Regions from separate parts of the Oryctolagus cuniculus genome. Here region 2 is linked to region 1. A link is a contact called in public Hi-C data. All regions are on one chromosome and are shown on one strand. The core of a region is the stretch at or near the end of the contact, and the rest is flanking DNA. Distances in the headings are between cores, read along the strand shown.

Region 1 (6,174 bases), core at 1,520-4,019:
CAGAGATTATCACATAATTTTACTTTGTATAATTTTGACTTATTTATTTATTTATGATGCAGAGAGAGAGAGAGAGAGAGAGAGAGAGAACATTCCCAGATGCTGGTTCACTCCCCGAGTACTTGCAATGCTCTGGGCCGGGTGTCAAAGCTAGGAACCAGGAACTCAATGAAGTCTCCTACATGGGTGGCAAGAACCCAACGACCTGGGCTGCCTCCCAGGGACTGCATTAGCAGGAAGTTGGAGGCAGGAGCTGGGGCAGAATGTAGAACTCCAGCACCCTAATGTGGGACGTAGGTGCTTTAACTGCTAGGCCAAACACCAGCCCTGGGTAGTAATGTCAGTGCAATGATTGCTACTAGACACATCTATGCCACTCATCAGTCAAGACACGGAAAACAGAATTATTCGGTGTCTTAACTTCTAAAGAGTTTAGGTTAACATCATTTTGAACTTGTAAATTTCCCGCAATATATGAAGACATTAAAAATGATTTCCTTTATTTCATTGTGTAAGTTAATCTAGCATCTCAAACACAGATTTTAGATCTCTCTCTTATCTTGTAAATCAGGGTTTGCAGGATAAATTTCAAGGTGGAGCTGCCCTAACTGTACGTACATGTCAGTGTGGGGAACAACAGTGTGGTCGTGTGTCTGCACTGCAGGCCCGCCCCAGGGAGTGTGAGGAGCTCAGTGACCTCCAGGCATGGGAGAAGCAGCTTGTATCACCCCGGTCAGTGCTGGGACATACTGAACCTGGACATGCTGGAACCTGAATAGCACCCAGCAGTGCCTGGGCATTGCCTGGGTGGTTGAGGATCACAGCCGAAGGGTCCTAGACTTCAGAAAGACGGTGGTTTGTCTGATGAGAGATTCTGGTGATCAGAGAATCTGGCCAGTGTAGGTTCCCTCGCCAAAGCAGCCCCTGCCCCACAGACACTCCTTCGTCCAGGGGATAAGTAGACAATGTCCTATTCCTGGCAGCGTTCCGGATCCACGTCTCTCAGAGCACTGCGGCTGCCCTGCTGGCATTGGGAGGATACGATTTGCAAAAGAGAGGCACCATTCCAGTCAAGGTAAGACCAGGCCAAGTGTGATCCCCTCCGCCCTGTTTGGGTCCCTGGGGGAGATGTGGGGAGGATGGGTAGGATGAAGGGGCCTTCAGGCAGTCATGGCGTAGAGACCCCTGAGGTCCCCCTGGAGGTTCCCACGACGGCAGCTCTTCCTCCTTCCAAGAGGACTGCCCATGGACTCCCCGGCAGGAAAGCCCTCGGCTCCCACTGAGCCAAGCCCTCACAGCATGCCTCCTCTTCCCCTGGTACACAGAGCAGGTCCCCTGGCTCCCACACAAGGCAACAGCAAATACAAGTCCAGGAGTTAGAAAGCCTTCCTTTCCTGATCTGGGTCTCAAGTGCCCAGGGAGGGGCGACAGAGCCCATGGGTTTGGTCTTGGAGGTATGAGGACCTCATCTCTGTATATTAAAGGGAAAAACATCTCTTTTTATTTTTTTCTGCTTCATCGCCTTCATCATGGCCTCTGTCCCTGCAATGCCCTACAATGTGTTCTCATATTTGCCTTTTGCCTGGTCTTTCTTGGGGTGGGGAGCAGGGGCAAATACTCCCGGGAGATGCTCTCAGGAACACCTGGGAGCTGTGTACATGGGGCGGGAGGTCAGTGGTTACTATGGCTGGGGCGTTTGAGTAAGGGGGCCCTGGAGAAAGAAGTGAAAGGAAAGGGGTGGCATCAGCTCTCCAGTGTGCCACCGCCGGCCCTGGCATACTCCTCTCCATCACCTCACTCCAGCTAAGAGCAAGACCTTTCTAGAAGACCCTTCTGTCTTGGAGTCCAGTCCCACTACTTCCTGGATGTCTGGTCTGAGGGCTTGGCTTTGTCAGCTGTATAATGGGAATGATGTTAACCCCACCCTTGAAGTATAGATGGAGGACTGATTCTGAACCCATGCACAGGATGCTTCTCTTGGTGTCCAGCTCATAGCAGGAATTAAACAGATTTTCTTATTATTTTGAAAAGATTTTCTTTGCAATGAAATTTCACCTCCAGTGGCCCTTCTGGCTAGGCCATTGCTGACTATGTACCAGGATACATCAAACATCTTGTGCAAAAATGGAATTAAAATGTATGTCTATGCTGCTGCAAAAATTCTGAAATCCATGCAGATTTTGTGTGTGTGTGCAGAATGTGCTTTTTCCATGATTTTTTTTTGAAGTAGTCAAGTAGGCTTGCGAGCAAAGCCCAAGACAATAATCAGCATTTTGTCTGGAAGGAGGCATTTCCCTCATGGAGGTGGCTTCTGCTGGCCCCACTCTGTGACACCAGCCTCTCTGCTGCCTCCCGCAGGGCAAAGGAGAGCAAACCACTTTCTGGTTGAAAGGCAAAGAAGGCCTCACTGTTGCAGTCCCCGAATTTACTGAGGAAGACGTTAACGACCCAGAGACCTTGTGAGGTACGTCTTGTCCTTTAAGATATTTGTGGAATCACATGAAAAGTCTGCAGGGGGGTCCCCTCTTGGACCCCTCTCCATATCCCATCGAAGAAGTGTAATTCCGGGGTCTTAAGTGAATCTCCCACTAGGGGGCGCCATCTGTCTGACTTTCTCTTCCTACCCCTGTGCTGGCTCCAGAGCCAACGTGGATTTGGATGAGCTGAAAATGGTGAACTCATTTCCGGGGGGCGGAGGGAGGGGGGACCAAGACTGGGCTCCCAGCCCTGAGGGACTGCTGTTTTATCTGCCAGATAGCCAGCCCTAGCTGCCAGATATTTCCAGCCCAGTAACTTCTGAATCTGCAGTGAAACACGTCATTCTGGGACCGGGAGGAGCAGGAGGCTGCAGCCTGCAGTCACAGGCGCTTTGCTTTGCAAGGGGGCTGCTTCCTGACCATTAGTGCTTATTTTCCTTATTAGCTAATATGCTTGCCAGGAGATATGAGCCCTTATCAAAGGGATCTCTGGAATTTGTCCAGTATGGGAAAAAACCTCCGAAATCTAGGCTGTTCTTGGCGTCCAGCAGAGCTGAAGTTACTGCGAGTAGACAGGCCCACTGCAGAGGCTGGAAGGCCTTGCTCCGCCCTAAATTCCCGGGAGTGCGGCAGCTTCCACGCAGATCTCATCCTGTCCCCCAAGTATCGCTTACTGCCTTTCCTACTCACCGAGCAAAACCTCTAGCTTGAATTTTAGGTGGGGTCTTTGATTCACTTACGAAGACTTCATTAAATATTTCCAGCACACAAAGACGAGCCCCTCTGTTCCTGCCAGGATTACTTCTCCCTCTTTCCAAAGAACAGGTTTCCGGGTCCGTTCATCTGGTGGTTCCTGTCTTAGATTTACGAGCCACTGATGCATTCTCAGCACTTCTTCATCTGCTGCAGCTCCTCACGTGCAGGCATCGTCTGTGGCATTGCTCCGGAACCTGGCAGAGCAGCTGGGTTTAGGGCATCAGGCCTCATGTTGGTGACCCTTTCCTGCTGAACTTACTCTGTGCCACCCACCACCACACTGTGGGGAGGGGGCACCAAAGACATGACATTCCCTTGATCTTTGGCTTCTTGCAATGGGGGAAAGGAGGCATCCCTAGTGCGAATGCAACTGTTACATTAAAAGGGCTCTAGAAGACGACCTGCAGATTCAGAGATGGCTTGGATAAGGCAATTGTCTGTTATTACCCCATATTTGTATTTTACTCAGTGTGTGTTTACTTCTAGTCCTGGCCCACATGCTTACACACATCATGTTTATGTAATTAGGACTTTGTGACTTCTGTCCTTTTCCTTAACCATTATAAACATGTGGCATCCAGACACATATATACAAAACATACATACAGTTGCACACATAGACATCCATATACATGTGTCATTTACATACATATACACACAGGAACACATACACAACACACATACTGAGTATACACACACATATCTGGAGAGAGAGACAGAGAAGTTTTAGGGATCATAACCATGGATTTTGGTGGAAGCAGTTTCCTACAGTCTATGTCCAGTTTTTTTTTTTTTCTGTGTCCACTGTGAACACAAGGAAGATTGTTTTGAAAGTATTTTCTCTTAGTTCCTTAATAGAGAAGTTTAGAGAAAGAAGGCATCCAAGCATCGTGGGGCTAGTGGTTAACATTAACCATTGCTGGCAAGAGACCTGAGGGCCTTAGAGACAGGGCTGACCGGAGACACCTTCTCCTCCAGGTGTTACACGTGTGGAATGGCTTGGCCTCCCTGGGTGGGAGATCCGGTCCTGGAGCATTTGAGACATTGCAGTAGGACGGGATGGCTGTGAGTCTGTGGTCTACATGAGCGTCTAAGAAGCTCTACTTGGAAAAGCTCCTGGGGGAGTTGAGGAATTGACTTTCAGCATGATATACTAGTGCTGTAAACTGTAGTCATAGGTTATTTATTTTAAGGCTTTTTATTTATTCCATAGCACCAGGTAGACACAAGATCATAAAACATGTTGACAAAATAAAGCCAAACTAACACAACATTGTTTTACTCTGACAGCCAAGGATTTATGAATATGGCTAGGAATGGGCTACTTAAGAGTTTTGGACTAGAACCAATAAAATACGTCTTCTGTCTTCCCTGACTACTAAAGACTCTGCATTCACAGAAAGCGGGGATCTCAGACTGGTTGGAAAACCAGCTCAGAGAGCAAGTTTAGGCTACGCAAGTCATTTTACTCTGGCCTATCGCTAAGCAAGCATGTACTTCATTTCTCCAGAGACTTGACTAGTAGTTTAATTTCTGCATTCACTAACTCGAGTTGTAAAAGAACCATGGAACTGCAGATCTTGCAATTTCTCAACATGCTACATACAGAGAGACAGGCTGACATGCATTAGAATCATAAACCCACTAATGAAGTCTGTATACAACCAAGACAAGAACTTACAACTCAGGCCTATAGTCCTGCAGCCAATTCTCCTGCAGGATTGCTTCATTCAATTTTTAGTTTGTTGACAATGTATATTGTTGATGTCAGGATATTCTGCATCCCTGGGGTCATGATACGAGGAAAGGTTACCATGTGATTTGCATTTGTGCTTCTGAATTTTGGTTGGTTCCATTCTCATGTTTGCAGTAAGTTAATGAGATAAAAACAGAAATGGGCTGGGATGTTTAAGTACAGGTTAGCTGAGGTCGGATCATTTCACACAAATGAAGATCTCGCAGCAGAGCAAATAAAGAAGAGTAGTGAGTGCGTAAGTCTTACGATGCATACGGTAGGGTCAGGTCACTGAATTCAGTGCACTTGGGTGTGGGAGCCCCTTTGTTGTCATGTTGCAAGCAGCAGTCTCATTTAGGCAATGCTACATTATGAGAATTAGATGAAAGGAAGGTGAGTTTTACTCTTTTTATAGTTTTATTCCTATTACATTTGCAATTTTCTTTTGATTTTAGGAGTACGTATCAACTCTAAAAATAAAAAGCTTATACATATCTAAAGTTTGTATATATTTAAGAAACTATAATAAAGACAAATTAGGTCAGTACTAGGGGCTCACAAGAATCCATTTCTTTTCTATTAATTAGGTTTGAGCAAACTATGGTGTTCTACTCTGATTCCACATCCTGGTTTGAGAGATTGGAACCCAGCGGAGGCTCAGCTCTGGTCCTTAGGTAGAATAGTGCAGCCCTGATGACAAAACCCCTTTTTGGGAAAGTTGCTTATTCTTGTGCATTCTGTATTTAGCATAGACTTTGAGCTTCTGTCCTACATTCTCCCCAGAATGCTTGGGTGGGTGTGTTAGTGTTTTAAGACTAGAATAGCTTTCAAAGGAGTCCTGACTTGAGTGTAGGAAAGGGGAGGGACTTGCAGGATCTAAGCGCCACAGGAAGTAACAAGAGAAAGTGGGACAGTACAGGGAAAACCATCAATGAAGTCACAAAAATTACTGGAACATGTGGCTGGCAGGCAACTAGTCTCTGCTTCTCAACAACGTGGGCTTCTTCTTGCTCTTTTTGGCAGTGAATAGACGTGAGTTGTCATCTGCTGAGGACGACCTGGGGTGGAGGAGCTGCCGTGGCCCGGCTAACTCCTATAACACGGCACAGATCGCCAGCATCGTGACCAGGTGACAGAGAACAGCTGTGAACCAGAGCAGGCAGAGACGGCACTCAGACACAGTTCTACAAGGGCAAGGCCAACGCT
Region 2 (6,740 bases), core at 3,490-5,989, 82 kb after region 1:
AAGGTAGGTTTATTTTGGTGCAAAATTATTTTGAAACCCATGCTAATTTTTTTCATAATAAATGTTCTCTGTGAACTTTTGGAAGATTGTGCATAAGTCTAAAACATAAGTTTGCTGTTTTTCTTTTAAGTCATATTTGCAATACTGTTATCACACATTTCACTTTCCCAAGTCTCATTTTCTTATCTGTAAAATGGACATAACAGTATCTATTTTGTAGCATTATTAGCTATACCTTATATATTTAGTTCAAGTCATGCTTTCTATTATGATGATGATATACTTGAGAAATTGTGAATCATAAGGGCCTAGAAATCCACACTTAAACAGGATATCAAAGCAACCCTCAGGGCTGGTTCTGTGGTGGGCACTGGTTTGAGTCCCAGCTGCTCCTCTTCCTATCTGGCTCCCTGCTAATGCACCTGGGAAAGCAGCAGAAGATGGCCCTAATACTTGGGCCCCTGCACTCACGTGGGAGAACCAGAAGGAAGTTCCTGCCTTCAGATTTGTCCAGCTCTGGCCATTGTGGCCATTTGGGGAATGAACCAGCAAATGGAAGATTTCTCTTTCTCTCTCTCTCTCTCCACCCCGCCCCCCCACCTTTCAAATAAATAAATTAATCCTTTTTTTTTTTTTAAAGCAATTCTGACACAGGTGGGGCCTAGACCACGTGCTGAGACTCTCTGTTCTGGTGGATACAGTGATAACGAGAGCCATCATTTAAAACCATCAGTTAAATCAGGTCATCATTGGTAGCTTCACAGACCTTTCAAGACACACTCAAGGCTTGATCTTAACATTCAAGGCTCTTTGGAATGTAGAGCCAGTGATTCTCAAATTTTAGCAGCAGAATGAGATGGATTTTGTTTACGTGAAGATTCCTGGGTTCTGTCCCTGGAGTTCCAGGAAGGTGTCTTGGGGTCTGTGTGTTTATTAAGCATCTGGAGACTCCTGGTGCAGGGGCCCTCTGACCACACCTTGATGGCTCCTGACCAGGAGGAGCAAGACAGACACATCCACAGCCTCCAGGACTGACTCTCTGCCTCTGTAGAACATTTGGTCACCATGCAAGGGTTGGCAAGTACAAGTATGCGGTTGCAGATGTTGTCCACATTAGAGGTAAAAATCGGCAGTCCACAGGCTGAATTTGTCTTGCAAATCTGTGTAGGCTTTTAGATTTGAACAGCATTTAATTTACTTAAACAGTTGCCAGTTAAAAAAATGTTAGAAATTTCATCTTAAAATCCACTGTTCCAGCCTCCCTTAAAGTTAAAAAGATCCCACGACCCTAGGCCTCCATTTTCCATAGCTTTCTTTGTCTGGAGTTGGCAGAAGCCCTGAGATGAGGTGTATAATCCTCACATCACCCAGGCCCCTCCATTCCCCACTGATTGCCTCTGACCCATTTTTCTCATTTACATTAGCTGACAGGTGCTAAGATAGTTTTGCCTCTGTCATATATTAGACAGTTTCCCCATGTGATTAAAAAATGTGTGTGTTTATGTGTGCAAGATCTGTCCTCAGTGTAGTTTAAGCTCAAATCAAAGAGGTTTTGTTTTTTTTTTTTTTTTTTTTTGTCATTACATGTACTTTAATGATATAATTGTTGGATACCCACATTAGCCCAAGTTTAGACAAAGATTCTTGGATGAAAGAACCATCCCAAGAAGAGGAATTCCAAAGCTGTTTGCAGTATGGTTATTTTCCTGGTCAAAGGGACTGATTTCTCCGTGCAGGTGCAGGGGCTGATGTACAACAGGAAGACCATCAGAAGGCAAGTTTCCAAGCACAGACTTCAACACAGCCTCACAGAAATTAAATTAAAGCCACTGATCCCCCTCTCTGGAGGCAACAGAAGGTATGTGACTAAAAGCAAAGAGACACACATATGACTACGTGTGCACAGACCGACATCTGTATGAGTATGGATGTAGATGTGTATGTCATGTATTAGCACACATGCACACAAATGATGCTGGTGGTGCTAGAAAAATCACACAAAAGAAGGAATCTAAGACCTCTCTGTGAGTAGCAGCAGAAATAATGGGAAGGTCATGGGCCTTGGAGTCAGATGGCCTTAAGGTTCAAGTCCCAGCTCCACCAAACTGAGCTCAACTTCTCCGAGGCAGTCCACCTCTCCGAGCACTCCTCCTTCCATAGTGTGACTCTTCCTTATGCTGGGGTGGTGTTTGTGAGGAGATAATGGGTGCCAGTCAGTGTTGCTTCCTCTCCCCAGACGGAACCACTGGTAGCTGCCCGCCTCGCTCTGCGCTCCGATGCCCCAGACTCCCTGGTGCTTGAGGAAGGAGCAGACTTCGAGGCCCTTTAATTTCCCACGAGTGGATCTTGTAGCCAGTCCAGGAAACCATGTGCCTTGGAGCCGGTCTGAGACCACTGCCTACCCATAGAGAGCTTTTCTGACCAAATTTTTCTGAATTCTGTCTACTGAATTTTGCAAATCATGGGCCCAACTGGATAAAATGGAAAATAAACGGAGGCAGTCTGATCTTGGTGCAGTGAATCCACTTCCCGGATCTGAGCGCTCTCACCGCTCCTAGTCCATGCCATCATTCTTCCTCTTACACTTTGCATTGGAATCTCTGTCTCAGGTGACCTGTGGTCAGGCCTGTCCTCGCCTGTGCTCACCGGGCACTCTCTCCCCATGGAGAACCTTCCCTCCTGCTAGCTGGGATGGCTCCTCTCTCTGGGGCTTTGCCAGGGCGGTGGACTTTGGTTAAGGCTGGAGACCAGACAGGTGACGAGAGTCTGGGTGCACTCTCACTCTCAGCACACTCGCTGTCCCACACCATCCCACCCTTCACATCTGCTTAGACTGTGGATCAGGTGATCTCAAACACCCAGATGATACATTCTCCCCACGGGTCAAGCTGGGAACGAGGCTGGTCATCCACTGGAACCCTCCCCACGTTCTGTTTTCTCTGCTGCTTCTGTTCTGAACAGCCATCTTTCCCTATAACTTCTGACTTTCATCTTCTCTAATCCCTTGTGCACCCCCTTTCTATGTATGGTGCTATCCTCACCCTGTACTGCCCCCACCGAAAGATCCCCTTCCTCTCACCTGAACAACCAGGCATCTGCAGCAGCACTGCCCTCAGTTAGCTATTAGGAAGGAAGCAAGCTGATCTAGCCTGTGCTTGGGAATCGGGTATCTATTCCATCTTTCTGGGTGTTAACCAAAATTGTTCCAAAAAAAAAAAAAAGCAACCCAACAATAACTATTTGTTGGCTTAATTGTCATTCATTTTTTCCATAAATAATGATAAAACCTCCTTCTTCACTCTTCTCCAACCCCCACCCCCGCCCGCCCTCCCGCCTGCCCCGGAAGCCAAGACTGAATGTGCGGAACAATAAAGAGCTGGAGTAGGACAAACACAGCACTGGCTTTGGTTCCTGACTGGGTAGCTTTGCATAAGCTACTCACACTTTCTGATTCTCCAAACCTCACCTTTGAAACGGCAATGAAAACGGTATCTTCCTCTTGCCTGGGGTTGTGGGAGGATTACACGGGTGACTTTTTCTTGCCAGTAGGGTCCTACAGGGAGCTCCCCAGGAAACAGTTTGGCTGTATTCTACCCCCTGGCATAGGGATGCTTCCCGTCCTCCTCTGAGGGTTTGTCCCTTGTTCCCTTTGGACAGCCCGTCCCCTTGTGACAAGTCCCTTTCTGGAGCCTGCCACTGGTTCTAAGGACCTCTTTGATTCCCTCCTTTCTCCATGCGACACCATCTTTCTTGAGGGTAGGGAGCCCTGCTAGGCTCCCAGGGGTTAGCACAGTTTTCAATAGAGTCGATGCAAAACAAATCTTTGCTAAATAATGGTTATTCACATAGCAAAAGCATTCCTTCAATGTTGAGCTCTAATAGGTCAATATCATTTAAGAATTGTTCGCAACTCCTCAGGGCCTGTATGAGCCCGACAGGGAGCTGGGCAAGTTCCTCTGCTTCTAGTCTTTGCAGCAATTCAGCTAGGAAAGGAACCACAGATGTGTCCAGCGACACAGGGCCATTATTCACCCCCAGGCTTGCTAAGCCCCTCCCCCTTTGCAGTGCCTCTTCTAGCCTACAAAAGCAATGGTAACTTTGGGAGTGGAGGGTGACTGGAGAACATTAGAAAAACCCTGGGTCACTACTGATAGTGGTCTGATAGCAAAAGCATGGGAATCGTATCCGATGTGTGAGAGCAGTCACCAGGGTGTCCACAACGGCCGCAGGGGCTCCATCCTGGAGCTGCACATCTCGTGTCAAATACACTCCTGACAGTGACCCCAGGCCTGCTCAGTCCATTCCAGCCTCTCTTCTCTGATACCTGCAAGAACTAGGAGCCTAGGGCTCCATATGACGACTCAGGGTGCTCAGCTGCAGCCTTGCACCAGGCACCTCCACAGCGCATGAGGTTATTGAGCTCAGAGCTTCACTCCCCAGTTAGAAAACCCCCACTTGGCAAAGCCGAGAAGACACCACCCACTGCATCATTAAATTATAACAAGCCCTGAAACTCACTCCAGAAGCCTGGGCCTGCCTGTCCTTGTGGTCGGCAGCAAGCATGTGATTGGCTGGCCAAGCTCAGCCTACCAGGCCTTATCTCTGGCTGGTTATTATTTGATTAAAGAGCCTTCCTCCTCCTGGGGTGTTGCAAAACTGCACTGGGAGAGCTGGATGCTTCCCCGGGGACTTTTTCTGAGGTTTTTGCTGAGCACCCAAAGTCCTTAGGCCTCTGGCCATACAAACAGGAACCCAGCGGAGTCCGACCTGGTTTTTTATTCATCCACAGCCTGGGGCCACCTTCTGCAGTGTCTCAGACAGCTCTGCTGATCAACTGATTGGAAATACTCCGACGAACACCACAGAGTCACCGGTCCAGGTATTTGAACGTTTTGGTAGGGGATGTAATTTTCTAGGCTGTCATGACATAGGGGTAGAATGGATGGGAGTGGGATGGGATGTGTTGCGGATGCAAAGTGCAATGCACGAGAGGCAAACACAGCAGAGGAAGCTGAAGAACTTGGAATCTTAGAATTCACGCCAAGGGTCTTGGCATGAATGGTTTGCATCTGGAAAGAGGTGCCAGCACATCTGAGATGCAATATTCACATCTGCATGCCTTTGCTCCCCAGGGAGTCTTCCCCAAGGTCTAGCTACTCTTGGCCTGCACGTAATCCTTCACCATGCCTCAGAGCCCCCAGATCCTGAGAGGGTTTTGGATACTTTATAATAAATCCAAGTGTGTCCATCAATTCTGATCTGTACATGGGATGTGGCCAGCAAGGGCTTGGCTGAGTGGCACAAATCCTGGTGATGTTGGCTACAGAGAAGAGTAGCACTGAGCACCACATTTATGAGAGTTTGCTTCCTTCTTTGCTTGAGATCTGTGTTTGATGCATGATGTCTGTTCTCATCCGGCCACATTCCCAACTCAATGGTGTTTTTCTGAGTTCGGGTTGAGCAGAGAGAGATCGGTCTGAAATCTGTCAGAGCTCATGTCAAAGGACTTCCTTGCTGCAGATGGACGCTGGGCTCTGCTTGGGGCCAGCAGAGATTTAACCACCTGGAATGAAGAAGAAAGGCCGAAGAAATGACAGACTGTCTGCTCCAATTGTTAGGTTTGGCTTGGGGTGGCTGAGGAGGGGAGGATGGGATGCACAAACAAGGAAAGCAATAATGTAATTCTAGTGTTGAGTAGAGAAGAATGCTTTCATGGCACATCCATGTCCTTAAACCTGATTTCTTTCTAATGCATTGTAGGCTAAGAAATAACCATGCCAATGGCATTTCCTCTTGGTGGCTGACACTGGTCTCAGTTGTGTCCATCATGTTGCTTTAGTCCTCACACGTTTGTATCCAGGTTGTGCCTGCCTTGTCATCTGCAGTGGGACCATACCACGGCCGTGTCCCCACAAAGGTTCTCCGTAGATGGAGGAGTCTTCTTCCAGCTGACCCCTCTGTGGTTCCCCCAGGAGCTGGCTCTGCTGTGGGCCCAGTGGGTTTCCTGGGACTACTCGGAGTAATTGGTCTGACAAACTTGTCATAGTGAATGATGCTCTCCGTTCATTTTAAGGGGAATGCCAAGACTATGCAGGGGGTTTTGTCTCCTGGACCTGACTCCTCTCTGCTCTTCCAAGGGGCAGTTCCCTTGGCCATCCTCTGCATGGGCAGGGGCCTGCTTGCTGCTTTGACCTCCTCCCTCACCCTTCTCTGTCTGTCTTTCAGTTCTTTGCATCCACTGTGGTCGCTAAGGTAACTCCTCCCCTTCTCCTCTCTCAGGAGATGTTCTGGTCCCAGGACCTCCCACTCAGGAAGACCTAACCTAAGGCCCCCCGTTTAAGGGCCTCTCATTAGCCTTGTGTTAGCAAATCATCCAGTGTGGGAAAAGAGCCGTTCAGATCATAACACAATCTTGCTTCTGCTGCTGCTACTTAGGTTGTCTAAGCCCTGGTTTCCTCATCTGTAAGGACTTTTCCCATGGTGTTACTTGGCTACAGAGATTCTGTGTTCCGTCAGTGCCAGCTGTGTGCCGATGGTGTGTGTGTGAGGCCAGGAGAGTAGCCGGGAAGGCAAGGAAAGCTGGCTGCCCTTGTGGGAGTTACAGCTGAATGGGAGCTCCAGGCCTGGGAAATTCACTCAACTGTGTCATTCCCATCTGTGATGAAAAAAAGAATCAAGGGCTCCATGGAGCTGTCAAGAAAGGAATCCTTGATGAACCATAGCAGTTGATGACCTTGACC

Evidence for each region. Hi-C and Micro-C count contacts between places; a contact is called where the count stands out from the background.
Region 2: a Hi-C map of liver shows a contact between it and region 1, with 4 times the contacts expected there. The contact joins the promoter of GPAM here to the enhancer-like site in region 1. A contact is called at or near these places in 2 of 6 Hi-C or Micro-C datasets (liver and psoas muscle).

What each region holds. Positions count from the first base shown.
Region 1 is chr15:17,907,517-17,913,690 of mOryCun1.1, forward strand. It overlaps LOC100344092 (guanylate cyclase 2G), which reads left to right. Exons shown (of 22, transcript XM_051823695.2): 20 at 984-1,075; 21 at 2,359-2,464; 22 at 5,992-6,174. The coding sequence ends at 2,463. TECTB (tectorin beta) reads right to left here. Exons shown (of 11, transcript XM_002718744.4): 11 at 4,416-6,111. The coding sequence ends at 6,062. Among named protein-coding and RNA genes, the nearest start is that of TECTB, 19 kb to the right of the region's middle. Within about 2 kb of position 2,770, at least 6 of the 8 cell types and tissues checked have an H3K27ac peak or open chromatin away from gene starts, as enhancers often do.
Region 2 is chr15:17,987,374-17,994,113 of mOryCun1.1, forward strand. GPAM (glycerol-3-phosphate acyltransferase, mitochondrial) reads left to right here and starts at 4,740. Exons shown (of 21, transcript XM_008270504.4): 1 at 4,740-4,879.